2 separate regions of the Siniperca chuatsi genome follow, and region 1 is linked to region 2. A link is a contact called in public Hi-C data. All regions are on one chromosome and are shown on one strand. The core of a region is the stretch at or near the end of the contact, and the rest is flanking DNA. Distances in the headings are between cores, read along the strand shown. Region 1 overlaps spata5 (ATPase family protein 2 homolog). Region 2 holds the start of spry1 (protein sprouty homolog 1).

Region 1 (6,161 bases), core at 473-2,972, 63 kb after region 2:
GAAACATTTCTGCAAACAGACTCTTGTTGAAAATGTTTAATGAATGGTTCTCGTCTATTCTGAATGATGTAGAGTCTCCAGGATTTTTCCAAATTTCCCCAGTTTGTGCTTTTTTGTTTTCCTCATTCCAAACTACCAACAAGGGAGAGGAGTAGACAGACAGTGCTGCCTCTGTGCACAAGGACTTTCCAAACACAGAATGCAGCTGTCCTGGAATGTGCACTGGCGTACAAGCAAGCTCTGAAATTATGGCCCTGGCCATTGCTAAAGAAAATAAAATTGATGCAATCTGTAGAGCATGCAGCTTTTAATTAGTGGCTTCCGTATCCTAATTGGTTTCTCTCTGCTTCCCTCTGCCTTAATTCGGGATTGGACCAATTTGCTGTGCTGCATTTAGTGTGCTTTGTTTGTCTTGAGAGAAACTGTACACCGTAATCAAGGCACAAAATTAACATTTTCAAGGGCAGCACAGGCAAATCAGTGCAGAGAACAGTCAACCTCATTCTTTTTTTAGTTTTCCCATTTAAAAAAAAAAGGGAAATAAGTCTGTATGAACTGTGGAAACAACCAGAGGAAAAGCCTTGTGTTGTAAACATAAGTTGTTCTGAGAATGTAGAAGAATGAGGAAATATTTTGGGTACAGGCCATACAGACTGTACTTACATTCTTGGCATTTAGCATATCATTTTTCAAAGAGTGTGACAGTAGGGCAAGCTTAAATTCCTTGATTACCAACATTACTAGCAACCAGTAAGGTCAGGTCAAAGGTCTGACCCACAGATATATAAAATAGGAGACAAATACTTCTTTGGTTTTATAGTGATCATGTAGAAACATGCAAGGGATACTGCCTCTTGAAAGAGAAGCATTATAAACAACTCATCACTTCAGTACTTCCTGCCTATACTTCGTGTCCTTAGACAACTTAGACAAGCACCCTTCATAATGGCTTGTGGAAAGTGCATTATCTGAACGCAAATGTTTACCCATGACCTAACAACTGAGTCATGTTTATTGCACGCAACAAAAGCTAACTGTGAGTGAAAACACACAGGAGATAACAAAGCTAAAGCTTACTGTGCTAAATATGTTTATAGCCGGGTATGTGGTCTTTAATTGTTTTTGTGTCAGAGCGCAGATGAGTAAACACTCCCATGTAGCTTTCCATTCAAGGTGTGTGAGCATGGTATGGGATACAGGTAAGCCAATGATGGACAGCTCTCAGTTGTTATATGTGTTGACTTGGCTTTAAACGAGAAAAAGTAGAAACAAAACAGCTGGAAAGCAGCTCCAAAATTGTTGAAGCAGACAAGAAGGGATGCACTGCTGGTTGCAAAACATGCTTGGTTTGATAACACCAATGAAATGTTTTCCCAAACAACCACTGCTGGACTTTGAGTATGCTGGAGAGATAAGTGTGGGAAAGGAAAAGAAAAAATTTGAGAATTAGAAAATGAGGATAGATGAAAAGGAGACAAAAGCAGGGAAAAGAGAGAAAGGAGCAACTGGTTGGCTGCTGACGGCTTACAGCACAGGCTTTAAAGAGCAATCATTTGAGGTCAGGGACAGGTCTGGTTGCCCAGCACTACTAGATTCTCTCACTCACACACACACACACACACACACACACACACACACACACACACACACACACACACACACACACACACACACACACACACACACACACACACACACACACACACACACACACACACATTCCCTGTGTCATCCTCTCTGATGTTTACTGTTTCCACCAGCCAACAAACACATTTCGTTGTTACTGGGGAAGCTTGAAGAAATTTACTCTTGCTTAGAAATCACATTCACCACACAGCAGTGAAGAGGCCAGGCCTAAACTGCAAGTAGTGTTAAAACTTGGACTTTTTTTATTACTTAAAGTAGAACTTTACAGAACTACTTTATTGTTAAGAGTCCTGTAGCTTGATTCTGTACTCTTAATTAATACTGATTACTGATAAGTTAGGTTGCTGGATACATCAACCTATTCTGATGTTGTAGTTGAAATTTAAGTTACCCTAGACAGTTGTTTAGAAAGACTTAAAATATTAGCTGATTGCATAAAATGCAGTTTGTGTAAATGCCCTGAAAGCCATCATTGCTTAACTTTTCCACATGCAGAGAATAGCTTATGTATACATGCATTATTTCACCTACTGACTCAATGCTTACTCATTACCTAATACTAACAACACAATTACTGAAATTTATCTGGGTAGCACATATGTTGGGTGCCTAAAACCTAGATAAGAGTCTGACTTGAATACTGTTATGACAATATTCAGGGCCCAAGTCTAGTATACTCATTTGTCCACTAACACCAACTAAAAGGATCTCAATTCAGAGTCAAGGGGGCTGTTAGTGGCTTAGGAAACCTGCATTTGTTTCATTGAGTGATTGTGTGATTGTGGAGCTGAAATAGACGCAAACATGTGATTCCTTCTCTGGAAAGCAAAACAACATAGCAAGATTTTAGCTGGGCTCTATTAAGGATTTGAGGGCGTAACATAATTCCATGCAACATTTAGCAGTGAAACAAGACACAGATCGCCCATGGATGTAAGTAGTGCCTAAATTATGAGGGGCAGAAAATGAGGGAGGCGGAGAAGGAGGAAAGATAGGGAAGGGGGGCAACCAAATAAGTAATAAAGATGATGGAGATATGGATGGTGAAGACGGAGTTCAAGAAAGAGACAGAGCTGAGAGTTCCTCCATTCTGCTTTCTGTCTGTGACCAGTAGGTTTAATGCTTGAGCGTCTCTCTCTCTCTCTCTCTCTCTCTCTCTCTCTCTCTCTCTCTCTCTCTCTCTCTCTCTCTCTCTCTGTCTGTTTACAATTACCGTGCCGCGAATGAATCTTCCACGAATGACCGCTCAACTGGCAGCCCTGACTAGTCAGGAACAAGGGAGCTATTAGTGGAGGAACTGAGGAAGGAAGGAAGAGGGGAAAGCCAAAGGGAAGGCAGTCCAGCTCAGAGGCCCAGGGAGGGAGAGGAGGGGAAGGGAAGGTGGGAGGGAGCAAGAGGGAAGGCTTAGTGGAGGGAGAGCAAGCAGGAGGGAGTTGGGGAAGCAGTGCGGAGGGATCAGTGGAGTTATACAGCAAAGAGGGAAGGGCAATAGAGAAGGAGGGCTCAGCCACATCTCCCTGAGGCGATCTGCTCAACAGAAGCAAAGATCCCAGAAGAGGTGGAAGAGACATCCCCTCATCCCAACCCGCCCATCCCCCCCGCCAGCAAAAAGAGGAGATTAGTTCTGGGGCCTGGCCCAGAGGACAGTGGACCAGGCAACCTCTGAAATTCTTTCATTTCTCAGGCAACAGGATTTAGGATGGGACCTCCCCATGGCCCTTTGACACAAGAAATACATGAAGGCATTTTGTGGGTGTGACACTCTCTCAACCCCCTTCATCCCCCATCTGACCCGAGTCAAGGTTTTTTTAGGCATCACAGTGCTTCTGGGGACTTCCTGATAGCTATAAATTACTTTGACTTCAGAGATGACATGCAGGGAAGCGCTGGTCCCTTTTCTGCAACACACACACACACACACACACACACACACACACACAGAGGTGCAATCCCAAACCTATGAAACAGCCACCTTTCACACGGTCATTCATCAAGCAGAGCCTGTAAAAGAGGAAATGAAGTGACACTGCGCCATCATCCTCTTTCCGATGGATCTGCCAAGTCCTTGCAGCAGGGCCGCAAGGCCTCAAAGACCTCAGACATTTTTCTGTCTCACTTTATTGTTGTATCTCTACCTGACCTCAGGGGTCGTGCTGTAATTATCATAAAAGGTTCTCCTTAAAATCATCAACTAATTCATGTTCAGTTTTCAAAGGAGACAGGCCAGTCCTCTCATCTTTTAATGCTGCATTTTGGAAGCACTAAAAGCAAAGATGATAGGGTAGTCACAAGCCAGAAGGATTTAGCAGGAATGAATCCTGTGCCAGCAAGTGGTGCATTTCCAGGTTCCAATTTATCAATCTAAATCAAAGTAAAGAAACACCGTAGTCAAAGATTCTCTCTACTAGCCTAAATGACATTATGATGACTTGTTTGGCCACCGACACTGTCCTCATATAGTTAAGTGGTCCCAATTTCGCAAACCAACAATGGCTATATGTTTAGCCATAGTTAGCAATTGTCACGTTACCACGTTGCTTACATTTGGGGCAACCAATGTGCAAAGTTGCCAGCTAAAGGTTAAACAGCACATATTGAGTGGCTAATAATAATTTTAAAACGTCTTTGCATTCAAATCATCAGTTTAGAGAACAGCAACAACAGATCCTTACATAACTTGAGTACGTTCATTAAAATACAGCATTGTCTCCTCTTTCTGGCACAGACATATAATAATAAAACAAAGCATCCTATGATAAGTCAACAGAAAATTAACAACAATAACAATAAAAATAAAAATTGGATAAATGTTTTCAAAAAGTAATTGATCAAACAATAATGTAAAACATTTGCTGGTTCCAGCTTCTCAAATGTGAGGATTAGCTGCTTTTCATTGTTTTATATCAATCTTATTGAATTTCTTTGGGTTTTGGTCAAACAAAAAAAAGCCTGTCTCCTTAGGTTCTGGGGAATATATGAGGGGGTTAAATAAGACTAAATAATTTATTGGAAAAAATAATCAGGAGAATAGTGAATAATCATTAGTTGCAGCCCTAATCCTAATGTTCATTAATACTCTTCAACACAAAAAAGCAGCTGAAGGCCTCATAGTATGCTAAGGAATCTACTTAACCACATGCTTAACCACTGATGTATACATACAGCCAAATGCCCCCCCCTCACAGAAGGGTCTGGTGGGATCGATTTCATTTCAGCTACAATGGGTAACTTAAATCTTGATGAAGACGACTGAAGCCGGCAGAGGATATACATTGGGATACCGTTACTCCCCCAGCCTGTCCAGCGTGCCTCTGAAATGACTGCTGCAAATAATAGCCCATTTGTTTAGCCATTCTCCAAACATGTCACTGGACCTTATTGAAGTGAACAAAAAAAGGTAAAAAAAAAAAGGAGACACACTGTAGCTCCCTTTGCGACATTACCGTACCCCCTCCTTCTCCAACTCCCATTTCAAATCCCCCCAAAACTTACATCTTGTCCACTTGTAAGCAGCTCTTAATTTGGTGTTGGGATCCCCAGAGCAGAGAGCCTGGCTCAGGGAGCTTCAGCAGGGGATATTTGGAACATACAAAGGGGGTATTATTTGTTGCACCCCCCCAGTTGGCCCCCTACCAGCCTCTATTCTGTATGTGGGTCTGACTGTATCCTGATAGTGGCGATTGATGACTCCTTCCTACTCCCTTGTTTTTACACAGACTAGAGAAAGACCAAGCAGGCGGTCTAATGTCCCTTCAGGTGGCACATACAGTATATTTACCTATTAAAGACGTGTTTCAAAGATTAAATCATATTGATGTTAGCATATTCTATAACAACATTCAGGCATTTTGTGTTTCTCAAAATTTGGACACAATTTCCATAAACTTCACGCTCCGTTTTGTATTTTGTCCGTGTGTTTAGGTGGGGGCATGTGATTTCAGGTACCAGTGAGACATGAAATACAATCCAGCTAGGCCAATTTGAGTAATAGATCCATGAGTTTGAAGGCTTATCAGATGCCAAAACACTGCACATTAGTTTAAAATAATCAGAGACAGGATTCTACAACTCTGGACAGTTATTATAGAGGCAATTCATGAGGCAAACAGTAGAAATGCAGTGTTCACGTTACAGTTATGAAATCTAGCACCTTGCCAGATGACATTGCAGTTTGGCAAAAATAGATACAAGTTCAACCTTGCATTTTTTGCAGTGCCCTCTTTGAAATTAAGGAAGGGGCTAAAGTCAGTTTTGATTAACAATCAAAATGAATTTAGACAAGTTAAGCTTACATTAAACTATGATTGAACATATTGGCTATTTCAATATGACAGTTCATTTCTGTGCGAGTTCCGATGAGGCACTGAGGCATTTTGTCTCAAAGCTAGCCATGTAGCTAGATGGTTATCTAGCTAACTAGCTGGTTAACTAACTAACTATGTTCAACTTAACTGAGCTTCTCATCGAATCACTATGTGTAGAAGTGTGAGGTAGAATATGAGACTGTAGCACTA
Region 2 (5,966 bases), core at 1,170-3,669:
CTGCTTGTCCTGGGGCCTGGGGGCCATGCGAGGCGCAGGGGGCCTCCGTACCACCGAGGGCCCCTCTGTGTACTCGTTGTTGGAGCGGATGGCCTTGATTTGGTCCAGGGAGAGTATGGCGGCATGCTGGAGCTCCCGCTCGTAATCCGACCTCTGCCGGCTCTCTAGGGAAGGCTGCTGGATCACCACTAATGAACCGCCGGGGCCATGTTGACTTTGGAGCTCCATCTGGGGGGATCACCACTTCCGACATTCACCGTGGACTTGGCATGCATCGGAAAACCTGCCAGAGGGGGGAAGAGAGGCCAGGGAGAGACAAAGGAGAAGCGGGGAGGGAGGGGACATCATCAGAGAGAGCCAAAACATGGCATAACTGGCAAGCACACACTGTCCTGATGGAAGAGGGGCTAACATGATTCCCAGGCCATTTCAGATTCCAAACCAATCAGTATCATATCATTCCATTGCTATAAAATAACTATTCCAAAGCAGCAAAATAGAAAGTTTCAACATGCATTATTATTTATGGTGAAATAAGCAATATGTGTATTTTAATTTTGATGGTGTATTTAAAGTTAACCCAGACTCAGTGTTTTCATCCTGTCAACATGACATTATGTCACTTTTGATTCCGTTAAGTGAGGCAACCCGGGGGGAAAAGGTGACTATTAGCAAGACTTTTTGTACCTTCCTCCCCAATACGCACACATCTAAACTTCAGTAGGCCCTACAAATACTTCCCCTCCTCATTTACATTTGTATGACTAGTTAACATTTAAATGCACCGCGGCAACGAAATGAGGACGCGATCCAAGGGAACTAAATGAGCTGCCTCACTTAGTATTCTATTACTACACCAAAAAGGATTTCGGGGAAATTGGGACAAAAGTAGAGTAAAAAAAACTAAACTTCAGACCAAGTTCCGACAAAATACAGACTTTAGTTGAAAACCGGACCGAGCGCTTGAAAGTTGTCGGGTTAAAACTTCGCCTATTAGAAGCAAATAATGTGTCTAATATACGTGTTTATGCCATAAACACCATCAGGAATTTGGGTCTGAGCCTTCGTGGATATGAAGCAACGCCGACCTGCACGAGGCCAAAGTTTCTCAGTTTGCAAAAACATAAAGCCTGGCTGTCCCGTGAAACACATGAACCTCACAGGAAGAAACACCGCAGCCAAAGCAGAACTGATCGATTTTGCCTCTTTTGCGCGTTGCAAATAAACACACTCTTATTATTTTTAATAGTCTACGCGTCAAAGGGCGCACTATAAATAGGATTATCTGCATAGAGCCCGTTCAAGGGGACGACGTCGTGCGCAGTAATAAAAGCAGGATCCTAAAACACACAGAGCCAGAGATCAAGAGACATTAGAGGACGCATCCAAATAGACGGGGAAAAACTTATGAATGAAAACAACCGCCGTGGGGGAAGGGTGTTTGTTACAGCAGAGCCACGGAAGGACACAGGCATAGAAATCCATCAACTTCATCAACTAATCGTGATGAATTTAACCCGCTGTGGGTGTTTTGTTCCCCCGTGACAAACAGGCTCGGAAAGTCTTAGCCTTTGTGCACCAGTGTAACAAAACATTTATATCGCTACAGCGGCGCATAGCCTACTAGTTCGCTACGTGCGCTACTATCAGATAATAAATACCGTAAAAGCAAATTAACACGCGTAAAACAATTCTAAAATTGTAAGGAAGATACGTACCTATATGCAATCATCCATAACGTCGAATCCATCAACCAATAGCCTACCAAAACTCCATCCAAAATGAAGGGGCAATGTCCAGACGTAGGCTAAAAGGTCTAATGCATAACATTCACAGCCTGTTAATCCAAGTGCGAGTGTATCCCTTTGCGTTATTCCCTTTTCTTGGTTCGTTTTACAGAAGTTCAGCGCGGATTACGCATGCATTCGTCCCAGGATAAAACAAAGTAAATCCACGGTGGAGCTCGGATGGAGGTGGGAGGGAAGGCACCCGGAGAACTGCTGCGCACTTGGAGGCCGATCTTTAGGTAAGACAACCCAGTTATAGACGTCCCGCAGGAATTGATGTAAAATAAAAATAAAAAGATAGCGTAAAAACGTCTCGGAGAAATAAAATCAAACACGAGAGAGCTTATATCCAAGACTTTCTCCTCTTCGAGTGTCTGCAGAGAGTTGAGTTTTGAGTTCTGGCTGTTACTTATTGTTGCGGGGAATCTGCGCTCGCAAAAAGCGTCTCCGGTTCGCAGACAGCGATGCGCTCTCTCCAGCTCTGCGGGCCTGTTCAGCACTGAATGAATGGGAACGCAGGGCTCAGTGTTTGCTCGACAAGCCAACTCCCATTGGCCATTCACTCCACTGAAAAAGGATACATCGCATCCGCTCCTGATTCATTGGGCAGATGTGGAAGGCCGGCGATAGAGATGTGTGCACTAGTTAAGGTGGAACGGGTTTTTATTTCGCGTTGGCTCGATGAGGGGGCTCAGGGAAGAACACACTACTAGTTTCCGTTCTTGCGGCTTATGAATAATGGTGTGAATAAGGTTGATGTGACTAATAGTGATGTAATAAATGCGCCATTTATTTATATTCTTGCTGATTTGTCATTTTTAGTACACAAGCCTTAGACACACAAGTAAAAGCCCCTTTTCATACATTTATCCTCATTTGGATCGTATTTTTTTGCTCTGCTTTTAAAATATAAAGTGAAATACCATGTTGATACCTATAAGATATAAGAAATTATAAGCATTAAAAGCATCTTACGACTATTAATACACTACTAATATAGTAATAAAGGCATTTTGATATTTTGTGTTGGTCACAGAAACTATTATATGTTTAGGTTGTACACATAAGAAAAAAACTATCCAATAAACTGAAACTGATTAAACTGCCTGATTATTACTGCAGCTTTGGGATGAGAAATGAAGGCTGTAAAACTTAAATGCACTAAATATGTTTACATGAGGGGTTCACTCAGGATATTTTTTTAACACGTTAAGGAACCTGAAAAGCCCACTGTTTGACACACGTTTTGTTATTAAAGGAGCCCAATATGAGACGAAATCTGTGATTCAACTCAGATTAATTAACAGGGGCCAAGGGACTTCCAAGGGTCATTAAGAGGATAAGCCATTTTAAGCAAAAGATATGATCTCTGTAGTATTTAGCGCTGCATAACGGACACCCACATATGAACTTATTGTCACAATCTTAAAAGTTAACCTGGACTCTATTAACATACCCCCGCTGGTGCTGGAACCACACTTTGGAAACGACTGTCTGCACAGACAACTGTGCGGTTTTATAGACAATTCAGGGAGGAAACATCAACAGGATGTTTTCTGTCCTCTTTGGAATGTTCCCATTACGCATTTACGCATGTCAGCAGAGGAAATAAAATGTGTCGCGATGAGGCTGCAGCTCGTATAACTCTCTGATATGGACATGTTCCCATCATTTGAAGAGTTTTATGAGTCGATTTTTGGATGGGGGGAGGTTGAAATGGTGGTGGTGGTTGGGGGGGTTTAGTCCAGGACCACCTTAAGAAAAAAGCAGCCCTGCAGCCAGGGGAAAGACTCCCCCCCCACACACACACACACACACAAACACACTCCTGCCACCCCCTCCTCTCTGTTCCTGACTGTCTGGTTTGATTGGTGTCGCGGATGCGCTACATCCGGATCCATGAGAAAAGGAAGTTCAATACAAAGTCAATTTATCCTATTCAAATGGAAAAATCAATAGATGGGTGACCTCCAGTGCCATTTCGGGTCAGCAAATGCTTAATAAAGAATACGGAAAAAGCCCTAGTAGAGTTAACGGACTGTTAAAGCGATAGTGTGGCGCAGTAACGACTGAGAAGTTTTTTTAGGCTGGATGTTAAAATTCAGCTTCTTGGTGATAAAGCAAATCCTGGTAGACCGACAGATGGCCGCCTGGATCCCTGCTTTTAGTGGTCGGAAGCGCGGACGGAAATCTCACGATTACAGCAATTAGCTGATGTTCCATGGATGGATGTGATGAATATACCAGCCGTGGCTGTTTTTCTCCCAGTGGATATAGAGCAGCGATTCCCCAAACTAGGGGTTTAGGAACTATCAGGGGTCCTTGAAGAGGGTCCAGAAGGTCCCCAGATAAAAGTCTAATATATGTTAGTGCAAAAGAACACATGTAATATTCTGACTAGAGGGATCATACTCTCCACTTTCAGTATAAGCAGTTATACAACGTTTTGCCAACCTAGGACTTATTGCAATCTTGTCATATATGGGCCTAAAGTCTTTTCTGTCTTTGTGAAAACATTTAAAATCCTGTGATTTGACTGTGCAGTTATTCAAAATCCCACAGGGAACATGTGTTTCCAAGGAGCCACAAATATTTAAACTTACAAATAATATAAAGTGGCACTGAAAACATGCAGAAAAGACAGATTTTCTTTGGACGTACAGTAGGCGAAAGCTGAGCTAAAACAGACCAACGCATGGGAAGTCTTAAAAGCCAGTGGAAACCTGCTCCCAGCAAACCCCATTTTTGCATTGAAAAAGAATGACATTCACATTATGTTAGCAGGGAATTACATGTGTATTTTACAGACTTTTCTAAGCAGGCTAATACTGCTGTAAACTCAGTTCTATATGTCTTTTAAATATCACATTAGCTTCGATTCATGAACCTTTCCATTTCTTGTAATGTTCTTTGCCTATTAAAAAGACAAGGGCAACCAAAGTTAATGAATACATAAATAATGCATTTAATACATTATATTACATCATTAATATTTTATATGATCAAACATGACACTTCAGCTCCTTTTTCAAAAACAAAAAATAAAACATCATTGTCCCGCTGAGCTATCAACATACAGGTGTGTTTACAGAGTGTTGCTTTGAAACCTATAGTAAAAACCAAACCAGTACCACATTTGTTTTTCTAGTAGCTACAGTATAAAATAGAACAACAGCTGCATAACTTGGCACAGCAGCTACAAAGGAGAAATCAACATTTAAGATGGGCTGGTGGTTGTGTTAGTTTCTTATCATATGTTGGTAACTTGTCCAGCAGACAGGAGCAGTTGAAAACCTTTTCTTTTAAAATAATATTGACTTTGTCCATAGCAGCGTGGTCAGAAGAAGCACAGGCCACTGTGTTGCTGCTGATAGCTGATATACGACTGGATGAGAGAGTCTGGGATCCGGGGCTTCACGGTGTTCAGGGCACTTTCAAAGTGTCTGGCCTCGATGTGCTGAGCTTTGATGTTCTCTTGTAGGGCCAGGAGGGCAGCCTCTCTGCATACTGCTGTTATCTGGGACAGGAAACAGACACAGATATTCAGCTGTCAGGCAGAGCGGTCCATCCACTGAACACCACTGAATCATTTGAGTGCAGTCAGAGGCTGACTGACTTCAAGGACGGACTGTTGGTGGTAGATGTGTTATAGAAATCGAGAAGTACTTTGTTTATCTTTCTCAGAGAAATACTTTTATCTTGTACACAGCGAGAGCATTGCCGTACAGAGAGACAAACAAGCGGGACAAATCAAACTGCATATAATCTCTACAACCACATATCTGTACTAAACAGACAAAAACCCCTAATGACCATTCCACAATTCCTTTGCACTGGGAACAAGTATGCATTTGATCCTCTCTAGAAAGTAAAATCATTTTAAATTGAAGTAGTTTCTGTGTCCATTCAGTATGTTCTAAATTGGGAGATCTGAAGAAAACGCTATACACTATATATACTACACAAATGACATATTACAATACGTATGACATATTACAATGAGTGCAAGAGAGGAATCATATTCAATTCCTTTGATTCCTTGATGACTAACATGATGAACGTCAGAGCTGTAGAACTGTTAATATTCCTTTGGCCCTGTAAGAATAGTAGACAGTAATAGATTATTAAAAATAAAGCTAAAATGAGAAGTAGAAAGATTTTGTGTAACAGTGAGGTAAG

The links. A called contact is a pair of places that touch in the nucleus more often than the background predicts.
Region 1: a contact with region 2 is called in a Hi-C map of skeletal muscle, with 3 times the contacts expected there. The contact joins the enhancer-like site here to the promoter of spry1 in region 2. A contact is called at or near these places in 2 of 3 Hi-C or Micro-C datasets (skeletal muscle and an unstated tissue).

Annotation. Positions count from the first base shown.
Region 1 is chrLG8:5,373,784-5,379,944 of ASM2008510v1, forward strand. The region is part of intron 15 of spata5 (ATPase family protein 2 homolog); the gene reads right to left. Among protein-coding and RNA genes, the nearest start is that of LOC122879893, 27 kb to the right of the region's middle. Within about 2 kb of position 1,723, the one cell type or tissue checked has an H3K27ac peak away from gene starts, as active enhancers do.
Region 2 is chrLG8:5,309,668-5,315,633 of ASM2008510v1, forward strand. spry1 (protein sprouty homolog 1) reads right to left here and starts at 2,420. Exons shown (of 2, transcript XM_044205640.1): 1 at 1,719-2,420; 2 at 1-283. The coding sequence starts at 228. spata5 (ATPase family protein 2 homolog) reads right to left here. Exons shown (of 17, transcript XM_044204413.1): 17 at 4,737-5,304. The coding sequence ends at 5,125.